Linked DNA regions of Sus scrofa: all the other regions are linked to region 1. Evidence: chromatin contacts called from public HiChIP or PLAC-seq and promoter capture Hi-C data. All regions are on one chromosome and are shown on one strand. The core of a region is the stretch at or near the end of the contact, and the rest is flanking DNA. Distances in the headings are between cores, read along the strand shown.

Evidence for each region. Promoter capture Hi-C pulls out the DNA fragments that hold promoters and counts their contacts. HiChIP or PLAC-seq counts read pairs in DNA pulled down with a chosen protein or histone mark.
Region 2: an H3K27ac HiChIP or PLAC-seq map of skeletal muscle shows a contact between it and region 1, with 10 times the contacts expected there. The contact joins the enhancer-like site here to the promoter of DIP2B in region 1. A contact is called at or near these places in 2 of 5 promoter capture datasets (fetal skeletal muscle and liver), 10 of 47 Hi-C or Micro-C datasets (brain, embryonic fibroblasts, epiblast stem cells and 7 more) and 2 of 2 datasets of contacts at active chromatin or transcription factors (alveolar macrophages and skeletal muscle).
Region 3: a contact with region 1 is called in a promoter capture Hi-C map of liver, with 3 times the contacts expected there. The contact joins the promoter of ATF1 here to the promoter of DIP2B in region 1. A contact is called at or near these places in 4 of 5 promoter capture datasets (fetal liver, fetal skeletal muscle and liver), 5 of 47 Hi-C or Micro-C datasets (heart right ventricle, liver and skeletal muscle) and 2 of 2 datasets of contacts at active chromatin or transcription factors (alveolar macrophages and skeletal muscle).

Annotation. Positions count from the first base shown.
Region 1 is chr5:16,371,397-16,374,730 of Sscrofa11.1, reverse strand. DIP2B (disco-interacting protein 2 homolog B) reads right to left here and starts at 1,704. Exons shown (of 39, transcript XM_021091658.1): 1 at 1,451-1,704. The coding sequence starts at 1,550.
Region 2 is chr5:16,592,159-16,595,705 of Sscrofa11.1, reverse strand. It overlaps DIP2B (disco-interacting protein 2 homolog B), which reads right to left. Exons shown (of 39, transcript XM_021091658.1): 33 at 3,136-3,306; 34 at 2,329-2,390; 35 at 1,406-1,463; 36 at 320-394. Among named protein-coding and RNA genes, the nearest start is that of ATF1, 25 kb to the left of the region's middle. Within about 2 kb of position 1,760, at least 17 of the 83 cell types and tissues checked have an H3K27ac peak or open chromatin away from gene starts, as enhancers often do. A contact at or near this core is called in alveolar macrophages, brain, epiblast stem cells and 3 more, where this site is marked.
Region 3 is chr5:16,617,798-16,621,168 of Sscrofa11.1, reverse strand. It overlaps ATF1 (cyclic AMP-dependent transcription factor ATF-1), which reads right to left and starts at 2,039. Exons shown (of 9, transcript XM_021091659.1): 1 at 1,875-2,039. The coding sequence starts at 1,946.

The DNA.
Region 1 (3,334 bases), core at 455-2,954:
CACAGAAACAAACTCATCCACCACCGCAACTGTTTCTGGGGTCTGGCCCAAGAAGAACTTCCCAACTGATTAATTGAAAAATAACACGTTGATTATTAAGTGCAAATGAAAACAGCACCTCCCTATACATTGGGAAAACCTAACAGGGTTATTACAAATAATTATTTCCCTCCATGCCCAACTGGTTTTATAACACTCCAATCTACTTCTGGCTTTTCCCTGCAAAGGACTGGGGGGTGGGAGAGAGAATGCCCTGATAAGTAAACAAAAAGTCAGAACTCTCCTGGGAACTTGTCACATTCTTCTTTTCCAATCAGCAATGTTTAATCCACTTGAAAAACGCTTGTGAAGAGGGCTTTTGGCAAAGAACTCAATAAGAATATGCAGCTCTGGGGACGCTACCACAGGGCTGACATCAAGCTTGGAGGAAAATGCTGCTTTTGTCTCAGAGGCAGCCTGTGATAAAAACAGGAACTTTATGGAGAACTGATCACAACTGCACAAGAAGCCTGATCACATGCCCACAACAGAGCAACGTTTCTCTCATTGCCGTCCAGGGACTTCTCCAAGAATAGTGGCTCGATTTATTCCATTCTTTTAATTCTCAAAACCAATCCAAGCCTCCTGGTAACAATCCATTGTCAAAAGAAAGCCGGTGCCGGTCAGGATTTGCATGTAACCGGGAGCCACCTCTCTCCTCTCTTCAAAGACTCCAAAAGGTGGATTAGATGCGGAAAATTCAGTCCGAATACAGGCAAGCAGGAAAAAATCTTTATGACAAAGGTGGTCTAAAAGCAGCCCCGGTGTCTCTCTCTGGGTTAAGGCCACAGCTTCTGGCCTCCCTAGGACCCTCAACGGCCCACCCTGCTTCCACCTCACTCCTGTCACGGGGGAGGCATCTCGCATTGTTAAAGAAGGAAGAAGAAATGCTGCGGATTTCCCCTGTGTCTTTCTCATTTGCTGAAGGGGGGAAGGGGAGCTGAAACAGGCGTGGGGCCCTCCCCTCGAAAAGGGGAGAGGAGGACTGGAGAAGGCTGTCAGCCACCCTGCTGGTGGCCTCACTCCCACCCCGCCCCCACCGTGCCCCGACGCCCCGGCAGGAGCGGGAGGGCTCAGCTTTGTCTCGGGTTTTGGGGGGCAGGGAGCGCAGCAGCAGCCCGGGCCGGGGAAGGACCTCTCCCCCCAAGCCCCTCCTCACCCCCGCCCAGGGAACACAATGAACTACGCGGAAATCCACTGCCCAGGGTGGGAGCGGAGAGAAGCGACCCCTCAGAGCCCCGGCCAGATTTCCGGAACCCTCCTCCCCTCCGCCCGCGCCACCACCAGGGCGCGCGGCGGGGACCTGGTCTCCCCTTCCAGCGATCCGCAGCGGCGCCCGGGCGCCTGCCCGACCCCCCGACCGCCCAACCCGACCCCCGGCCAGGCTCCCCACCCCCGGCCCGGCTCCTACCCTCCGAGAGCTCCAGCTCCAGCTCCGCCAGCTGCGCCCGCACTTCGGGCGGCAGTGCTGCCACCGCAGCCGGCGCCGGCTCCAGGCCTCGCTCCGCCATCCCGGCTCTGCCAGCCACACTCCGGAAGACAAGCGAGCGGGCCGAAGGAGGGACGGACTGACGCGGGCCCACACCCCGGCTACAGGATCCGGCTCCGGCCGCCGAGCGCCGCCAGCGCCGCCGCTGCCGCCGCCGCCATGAGCGAGGGTCACGTGAGCGCGACGGCCCCGCCCCCGGGCCGAGGACTCTCCGCCTCCGCAGCCCAGTCATGCTGAGGACCCGCGGGCTGACGGCGCCCTCTACTGGGAGACTTCTGAAACGACGCGTCTAAACCCGTCCCCCAGATTTCTCCCAGGCGAAATGGGCTCACCGTGTTGATGTCGATGTGAACAAGTAGTGTTTACCTTTTACAGACTCTCAAGCAAGGCGTTTTCAGGGGCCCTAGGTCTTGCTTTTTCAAGTTATCCTCACTTAGTAGTGCATGCCGTTGTCTCGTCCCTTCCTCCGTTCCCCCCGATTGACACCTGACCCTTTATAAGGACTTGAATGCAGGCCAGTTCTTTCACTGGGGCTTCCCCATCCCATTTACCCTGAGCTCCTTGTTTCTATTTCAGTTCTAGCATTTAAGGCAAAGGAGGGAGAATCCGCCTCCTCCCGCCTAGACTTCTAATCACTTGCGAGAGGAAAATTTTTTCTTTCTGTTATTATCCAACTGGGCGTATGACTTAATAAGTGTTCTAAAAGTATTAATATTTTAATTCAATGTAAGGATCCAGACACCTGTGTGTTTTCACCAGGAGCTACTGGGACAGATGCCTTAAATTGTCATCCATAGTCTTTCTTTAATAGTATTGAACTTTTTTTCAATGCCAAAACTCCCCTGCACAATTTGAGGGAATTCCAGTGTTTTCCCTTCCCTTCCTTGTGGATTCAAAACTGATCCTCTGAGAGTAAGACCTCAGCATCTATTCTCTAGTAGTTTCCAGACAGAATTATATCATTCATAGGCTGAAAAAGGAAAAAAAAATTAAGTCGAGAAAAGAATTTCAGGTTGAAAAAAAGGAATGTGACATCATGGCTGATTAAAAAGTAGGCTGGGGAGTTCCAGTTGTGGCTCAGTGGTTAATGAATCCGACTAGGAACCATGAGGTTGCGGGTTCGATCCCTGATCTTGCTCAGTGGGTTAAGGATCCGGCGTGGCCATAAGCTGTGGTGTAGGTCTCAGACACGGCTCTGACCCTGAGTTGCTGTAGCTGTGGTGTAGGCTGGCGGCTGCAGCTCTGATTAGACCCCTAGCCTGGGAACCTCCAGATGCTATGGGAGCGGCCCAAGAAATGGCAAAAAGACAAAAATAAATAAATAAATAATAAAAAGTAGGCTGCAGTTTCCTTTTAACTGCAGCAATGTAAGGAGAATCTGTGGAATAGATGTGTATGTCCTCTGGTTTACGTGAGGACTATAGCAAATTTTTTTTTTTTTTTTTTGTCTTTTTGCCATTTCTTGGGCCTCTCCCACGGCATATGGAGGTTCCCAGGCTAAGGGTCTAATCAGAGCTGTAGCTGCCAGCCTATGCCAGAGCCACACAGCAACGCCAGATCCGAGCTGCATCTGTGACCTCCACCACAGCTCACGGCAACACCGGATCCTTAACCCACTGAGCAAGGGCAGGGATTGAACCTGCAACCTCATGGTTCCTAGTCGGATTCGTTAACCATTGCGTCACGACGGGAACTCCAGCAATTTTTCAATGGTTGACATTCCTCTCATCAAAAAGCAAGGGCTATGTCCCCTCCCCTGAATCTGAATGGACTTCTGACTGCCTTGACCAATAGAGTATGGGACAA
Region 2 (3,547 bases), core at 511-3,010, 220 kb before region 1:
GTGGCTTCTTTTCGTTTTATTCCTTAATAGAGGGAACAGGTGGGACCTGTCCATTTCGCCTTTTCAGCTAAGGGAACGTCAGTGGATAAATCCAGGACTAGTTCTAGTTTGGGCGCCTAAATCTTCTGCCGTCCTGGTCTCAATCTCCCCCTTCTGTCCATTTCAGTCTAGTGCCTTACAGAAAAAGATGAAAACGCTTGTAAACTCACCAGGAGGGAAAGCTAAATCCACAGTTTCATTGACTTCAAGTCTTTCACTGTATGAGCCCTCAAGTCTTTCACTGCTGACTTTTCAGAGGAAAGGGGGAAATTCCACATACCTCTCCAAGGTGAGAGTCTCCAACAGGCCCTTTGGTCTCTGGATTAACAATAACTACTTTCACTCCAGGTAAAATCTAAGAAGAATCAAAGAGAAAACACAAAGGCTGAGTTCAATGAAATCTCTCCTTGAATAGTTTAACTCTCATTCTAATCTAAGAAATCACTCTCAAATATCTTAAAAAAAAAAGTTCCCGTTGTGGCGCAGTGGTTAACAAATCCGACTAGGAACCATGAGGTTTCGGGTTCGATCCCTGCCTTTGCTCAGTGGGTTAACGATCCGGCGTTGCCGTGATCTGTGGTGTAGGTGGCAGATGTGGCTCGGATCCTGCGTTGCTGTGGTTGTGGTGTAGGTCAGCAGCTACAGCTCCGATTGGACCCCTAGCCTGGGAACCTTCATGTGCCGCGGGAGCGGCCCAAGAAATGGCAAAAAGACAAAATAAATAAATAAATAAATAAAATTTTATTTTATTTTTTTGCTTTCTAGGGCCATACTCACGGCATATAGAGGTTCCCAGGCTAGGGGTCTAATGGGAGCTACAGCAGCTGGTCTATGCCACAGCCACAGCAACGCCACATCTGAGCCATGTCTGTGACCTACACCACAGCTCTCACAGCCACGCCAGATCCTTAACCCACTGAGCGAGGCTAGGGAACAAACCTGCAACCTCATGGATCCTAGTCAGATTCGTTTCCGCTGCACCACGACGGGAACTCCTCAAATATCTTTTTTTATTGTTACTTCCCCCTGTAACATTTATAAAGGTAGAACTGGCGCTCTTTAGGTTGCTCATCTCTTCGCCTTGAATATAGTGAACACCACATCTCACTGCTTTGTCAAATAAGAATAACATGGCGGTCAGATTTTTAAAAAAAATCTATGGGAATTAAGAACCTTCAAATTTAGGATTCTTCTTACTTATGTGCCCACATGAATTTGAAAGACTGGCTAAGTGAAAATGTTGAATTATCTCCAGATGGCGATTCAGTCTTGCCCTAGCTGTTAATATATTACATGGCTTCAGGTTTCTTTAAAATGAACTACTTCTCCACAGGCCAGCTTCCCAATGGTTAACAGAACAAATTACCTTCCCAGACTCGGAGAGGAGCAGACTCTGAGGGGCACCCCGTTCCACAAGACGAACCCTGCAGAAGAGCAGTATTTACGACACACGAGCCTGTAAACAATGACTGCACCCCGTGTGCCAGACGAGGTGTATGCTGCCCTCCCGAGACGGCCCATCTGCCTCTCCTCCCTCTCCTCCCGTTAGAGCAGTTTCTCAATCAGCATCACTGACATTCTGGGTCAGCTATTTCGTGGTAAGTTTAGGGGAGGGCCGTCCTGCGCATTGCAGGAGGTTTAGCAACACCCCAGGCCTCCATACCCACTAGATGTCAGTAGCACCCCCTTGCTGGGACAACCCTGACTGTCTCCAGACACTGTCGAATGTCCTCCGGAGGGCAAACTCTCCCCAGGCTGAGAGCCACAGCAAGAGGGACGCTCTGCCTGTGTAGGCGGGGTCAGGGCCACGGGCCACCCTGGGAACACAGCCCAAGCCCAGGGAGAGGGTCCCAGAGCCTTGACCGGGAGCTCCCCTTGGGACATAGCTACGACTCACTTGTGAGCCGACGAGGGGGCAGGCCTTTACTCCTGGGGCTCAGACAAAGTGTTGTTTCAAAAACCCTGCTCTGCCTCATTTACCGTGTCTCAGTTATTTTTAAAGGCTCAGAGGAAAGAGCCTGGCCATTTTAATTTAAGTCGAATGTTACAAAATCCCAGCATTACATGTTAGCATTAAAGAACAGTGAAGCAACTGTGAGGATTAAAACTTCCTTCTTATACATGTAAATCTTATTAGGCATGAATAACGAATTCCTCCCCTCTTCCCACCCCCCAGCCCCCGAAAGACACAAACAAAAGGCATGCGGGAGAGAGCTGGCTCTCGTGAGGCTCAGAACTTTTTCTGCTCAGAAGGGCTAATAGGAAGGAAGCATAACAGACCCACTGTACCTGTCATGTCTTAATGATTTCAGATCTACATACACAGTCGTTGGGTCAGGCCCTGAGGTTCCCTAAAGAAAAACGAATCAATGCATTGTTTATTTAAAATCTGAATGAATGGTATTTCCATATCTCACATTTTCAAATCAAGAAATAGACAATTTAGCCACATCCATCAAAAATGTGAACTCCATTTTGAAAGCTCACCCTGTTTTCGACCAGATGAGGCAGGGTTGCAGTCAACACCTGAAAGAGACTCCTGGCCTGGCTTTCTCCTCATCCTTCTCTCCTTTCCTCCCCCGGGAAGTAGGCCAGGGGCCGGAGCAGCACTGAGGGTACCAGGTCGAGGAGGGTCCTCGTCTCTGGACTCAAAGCAGGGATGAGACAGACCAGCATCTACGGGATTTTCAAAACCGACACTGGGCCAAGCGGACAGCAAGGGGCCCGCGAGAGGGCTTCAGGGTTAAAGTGTCATGATGCTGCTCCAAAGTCACCCAACCATGGTGACAGAGGACCTGGAAGTATCCACCCATGTGCGCCACCGTCTCTGTTTGGTTTTGGCACCTGTGGCATATGGGACTGGCACCCGGGCCGGGGACTGACTCTTAGTTGCAGCTTTGACCTGAGCCACAGTTGTGGCAACGCTGGATCCTTAACCCACTGCACCCCAAAAGAAGTCCCATGCCACCTTCTTTGGCTCTCACTCTTCTCATAAGGCCCAGTGAAGTCCAAATAAAAAGCCCAGAGTCCCACCACAAGTCCGTGGAAGTTTGTGCTCCCGGCGCCCCCCCACAAGCACCATTTCATGATCGTCACCTGCAAACATATCGCTACATTGACTCTGGATCCAAAAGTGGTGCTGACAGCCCGAGGGGACAGACCGATGTCCTTGAAGAGCTTGGAGAAGGACTGCTGGAGGGCAATGCGGGGCCGCTCCTCGGCCACCACCACACACGTCCGGATGCAGGAGAGGTTGATTCCCCTGGTCTGCAAGACACCAGGCACAGGAGCTGAGGTGAGGCTCCAGGAGCACTGAGGAAGGAGGGCCCCTGCGCTACCAATGTGGTCAGGAAGAGTTGAGAAACTATGTGTGCTCACTTCACACACCCAGAGAAGAGACACACCTTTTCACCAAATGCCAAGGCATTCCACTAAAATCATCATCCACTGGTCAATCTGCTCCTTCTCTATTTCATTCCTTTTTCAACTAAAAATCTTAGCTCTCCAC
Region 3 (3,371 bases), core at 790-3,289, 250 kb before region 1:
CCTCCATATGCTGCGGGAGAGGCCCCAGAAAAGGCAAAAAGACAAAAAAAACCCCAACAACAACAAACCAAAATCCATGTTCTTTTGTTCCATACTGCTCCTCTTCCAAGAATACCTTCACATCCCCAACTTGTCCACCTAGCACACGCCTCATTTTCAAGTTTCATCCCAAACTTTATGTTCCAACTGCTCTATTCCTTCCTTCCTTAATGCTTGGTCCACTGTGCCTTGCAGATATTTCTAATGAGGTACTTAATATTCTGAGCCGTGTGTTTATTGGCATGTCTGTTTCCCCCAGTTTTAAAGTGCCTAAGAACAGGGCCTATATCTTGTGAGTATATGCTCTGTGCCCAGCAGACCCTCACGTATGCAGTAAAGCAGTAGACATCAACAAATACAGTATAGTATTCTCACCTGATGAATGAAGAGCCTTAAGTTTCCCCACCTGTAGATGATGCTGAACTACAATAAGCTTGAGGGTAAGAAGTCTCTTGCTCAACATTTCCACAACCGAACGCATGATCACCCCTCAAAATTGCTCCTACTAGTCAAATTGAATTTCTTTCAGATTTACAAATGTGCTGGCTTTGCTTTCTCTCTCCTTCAGGCTTTCACATATCCTATTCCCTCTGCCAGAAATACTATTCCTCTTCTCTTCATGTGGCCTATTTCTATGAGTTACTCTTCCAGGCAAGTTTTCATGACTCCCTTAGGCTGGTCTAGAAGCTTCAGCTCTATCCCCACAACACATGTTCCCCCTCCTTTCAGGGCACTTATCACGCTGATGTAATGGCCTGTTTTTTGTCTCCCTACCAGAATGCAAGCTCTAAGGAGTCAAGACCACATCCTGTTCCCAGTGTAAGATTATTACTGCTGAATAAATCAATGTTTACTTACAGATTTACCTACTTAAAACTGATAGAAATAACAGTTAAAGAAATATCTTTAGACAATTACTTCAACCTACCTTTAGAAAAAGGAAAATTCAGGCATAAGAAAACATCCTACTTTAAAGTTAAAAATTCTTTAGTACAAATGGGATGACATGGAGGGCGAAAGCATTTTTGAAGGTACTACCACCTACCGGTGATACAGTAGTACTGCACAGATGTATTACAGACGAAGCATAAAGAAGAGCTGCCAGTAACAGAGCTCACATATTCGGTTTTAGGACAGCAGTACTGAGGCCAAATGAGCACTGAGGAAACTGCACGTTATAAAGTCAATAGGAAAAACTGCATTTTAATAAAACTGCAATTTCTGTTGGTAACGAAACTCTCGGGATAAAACGCATTTTGCGAACATAAGCAAACAGTGTACATACTCTCATCACAGGCCAGTCTGACAAAGACGCTTGTCAAATCTATGCAGAAAAAGCCTCAGAAACGTAAAGGTTCCCAATGACTAAGAGCCCACTGTGCCTCAAAAGTTGACAAAACAACGGTCATTAACACCTGCAGTAATTGTGAAGAGATCAAGCGACACGCTTCACAGCGCAGCTGACGCTATGGTATATACCACGCTTAGTTTTGTGATACAGGAGGAAAATCAAAGAGATCGTTTCCTAAATTTAGTCAACTCTCCAGAAGTAAAAAGACGAGCCTCTGTCACTCCACACACTCCTTCCTTGGTTGTCGGCTGCACCTTTCCATACTGTTTCGTGTGTTGTGATTATTCTACTGCCTCCCCAATCGAGTGGAAGCTCCCAGATGGTTAGGGATGGTTCTGCCGGCCCGGGCCCCCACCCCGAGGACGCCGGCAGAGATGACCGGTCTTGAGCTGCGCTCGGCGGACGACTGGCGGAGGCCAAGGCCACGCCGCCCTCCCCCTGGCTTCCCGCCCCAACCCCAAGACCTTCGACGGAGGGCGCTCGCCTTGGGCCGCGGACGGGCGGCTTCAGAGGCGAAAGCCACCCCGCGGCGGGAGGTCTTCGGTTTAATTTTCATGAGGGGGCGGCAGGAAGGAGGGAGGCGGAGACAGCGGACCGAAGAGGGGCACCGCGGGGCCGAGGCGCGAGAACCGGAAGCGCGCCTGGCCGTGGGGGAGAGCGGGCGGCCCCTCCCCCTTCCGCCGCGGGCCCTCCGCGCCCCTCCCCCACCGCGGCCGCCCCGCGCGACCCCCCACCCGACGCGGGACCCGCTCGGCGTCCCCGCCGGCGCCGCGTCCTCGTCCCCTCCCCCTACCGGGTACACGGGAGCACGTACCCACCCCCGCCCCCCGCTTACCTGTGGCTGCCGCCTCGCCGCTGTCTGGGGCGGGAACTTCCACTCCCCCCCTCCCAGGTGGATCCGAATTCGCTACCCACTTCCCCACCCCCTCACGCGGCGGGGGACGTGCCTCTTTCTCAGGGGTCAGGCGGGGCGGGGAGAATCAGTGTCACTTAACAGCCAACTGTCCTAGGCTACGGTTTCCTCGGCAGTCAGGGCCGCCACTGGCGGCATGATCTACACCAGGCCGGGGGCGGGGGAGGGAAGGGGGGCAAAAGTGAGTAAGAGCGTGGGGGGTGAGGTTAGGGCGGGCCCTCCGCTTGGGCCGCCGTCCTACGTCACCGCGTTGCTCACGTGACGCGACGCCATGTTGAGCCGGGGCTCTCCGGGTTGGCCAGTTCTAGTCCCGAAAGTGTTATTGGCAGAGAGAGGTGGAGGGGGAAAGTTACCTGCGTTCCGTTTCGGTGCAGGAGCTTTGTCCGCACTCTTCCCCGCACAGCTGTTTTCGGAGACCGGCCGGACTCTGGGAGGTCGCTCGGGGTGGGGCACTTTTCTTCGGTTAATTACATCCCTCAGCTCAGCTCCTAGCTCTGGCCCGAGCTGTGGTCCCCGGCCTTGACCCACGCCCGACCTATCCGCCCTTTGTAGACAGAGTGACTTGAAGATTCAAGGCTTGTCTCCGCTTCTTACCACCCAGGCTAATTCTAATCCCATAAAACCACGTTAGGATTTGTGTCTTTTATCACATCTGAAAGGATTAAAAAACACGCCCACTGGGTGCCAGGTAGGGAGTGTCACACTGAAGCACAGATTTACCCCAACTATTATGCCAGAAAAATGTTAACATAAAGTGGTAAAGTAAAATCACGTCGTCATTTTGATACATTAAAAAACTTTTAACAATTCCCTGTTGGGACTCAGCGGATTAAAAACCCGAGGTTGTCTCTCTGGGGATGCAGGTTGGATCCCTGTCCTCGCTCAGTAGATTAGAGATCCAGTCATGCTGCAAGCTGAAGCTTAGGTCTCAGATGCCCTTCAGATCCCTGTTGCTGGGGGCTGTGGGGTAGGCTGGAAGTTGCAGCTCTGATTAGACCCCTAGCCCTCTATGCCACAGGTATGGCGGTAAAAAGAGAAAAATTAAAAGAAAAAAACACATTTTTTAAT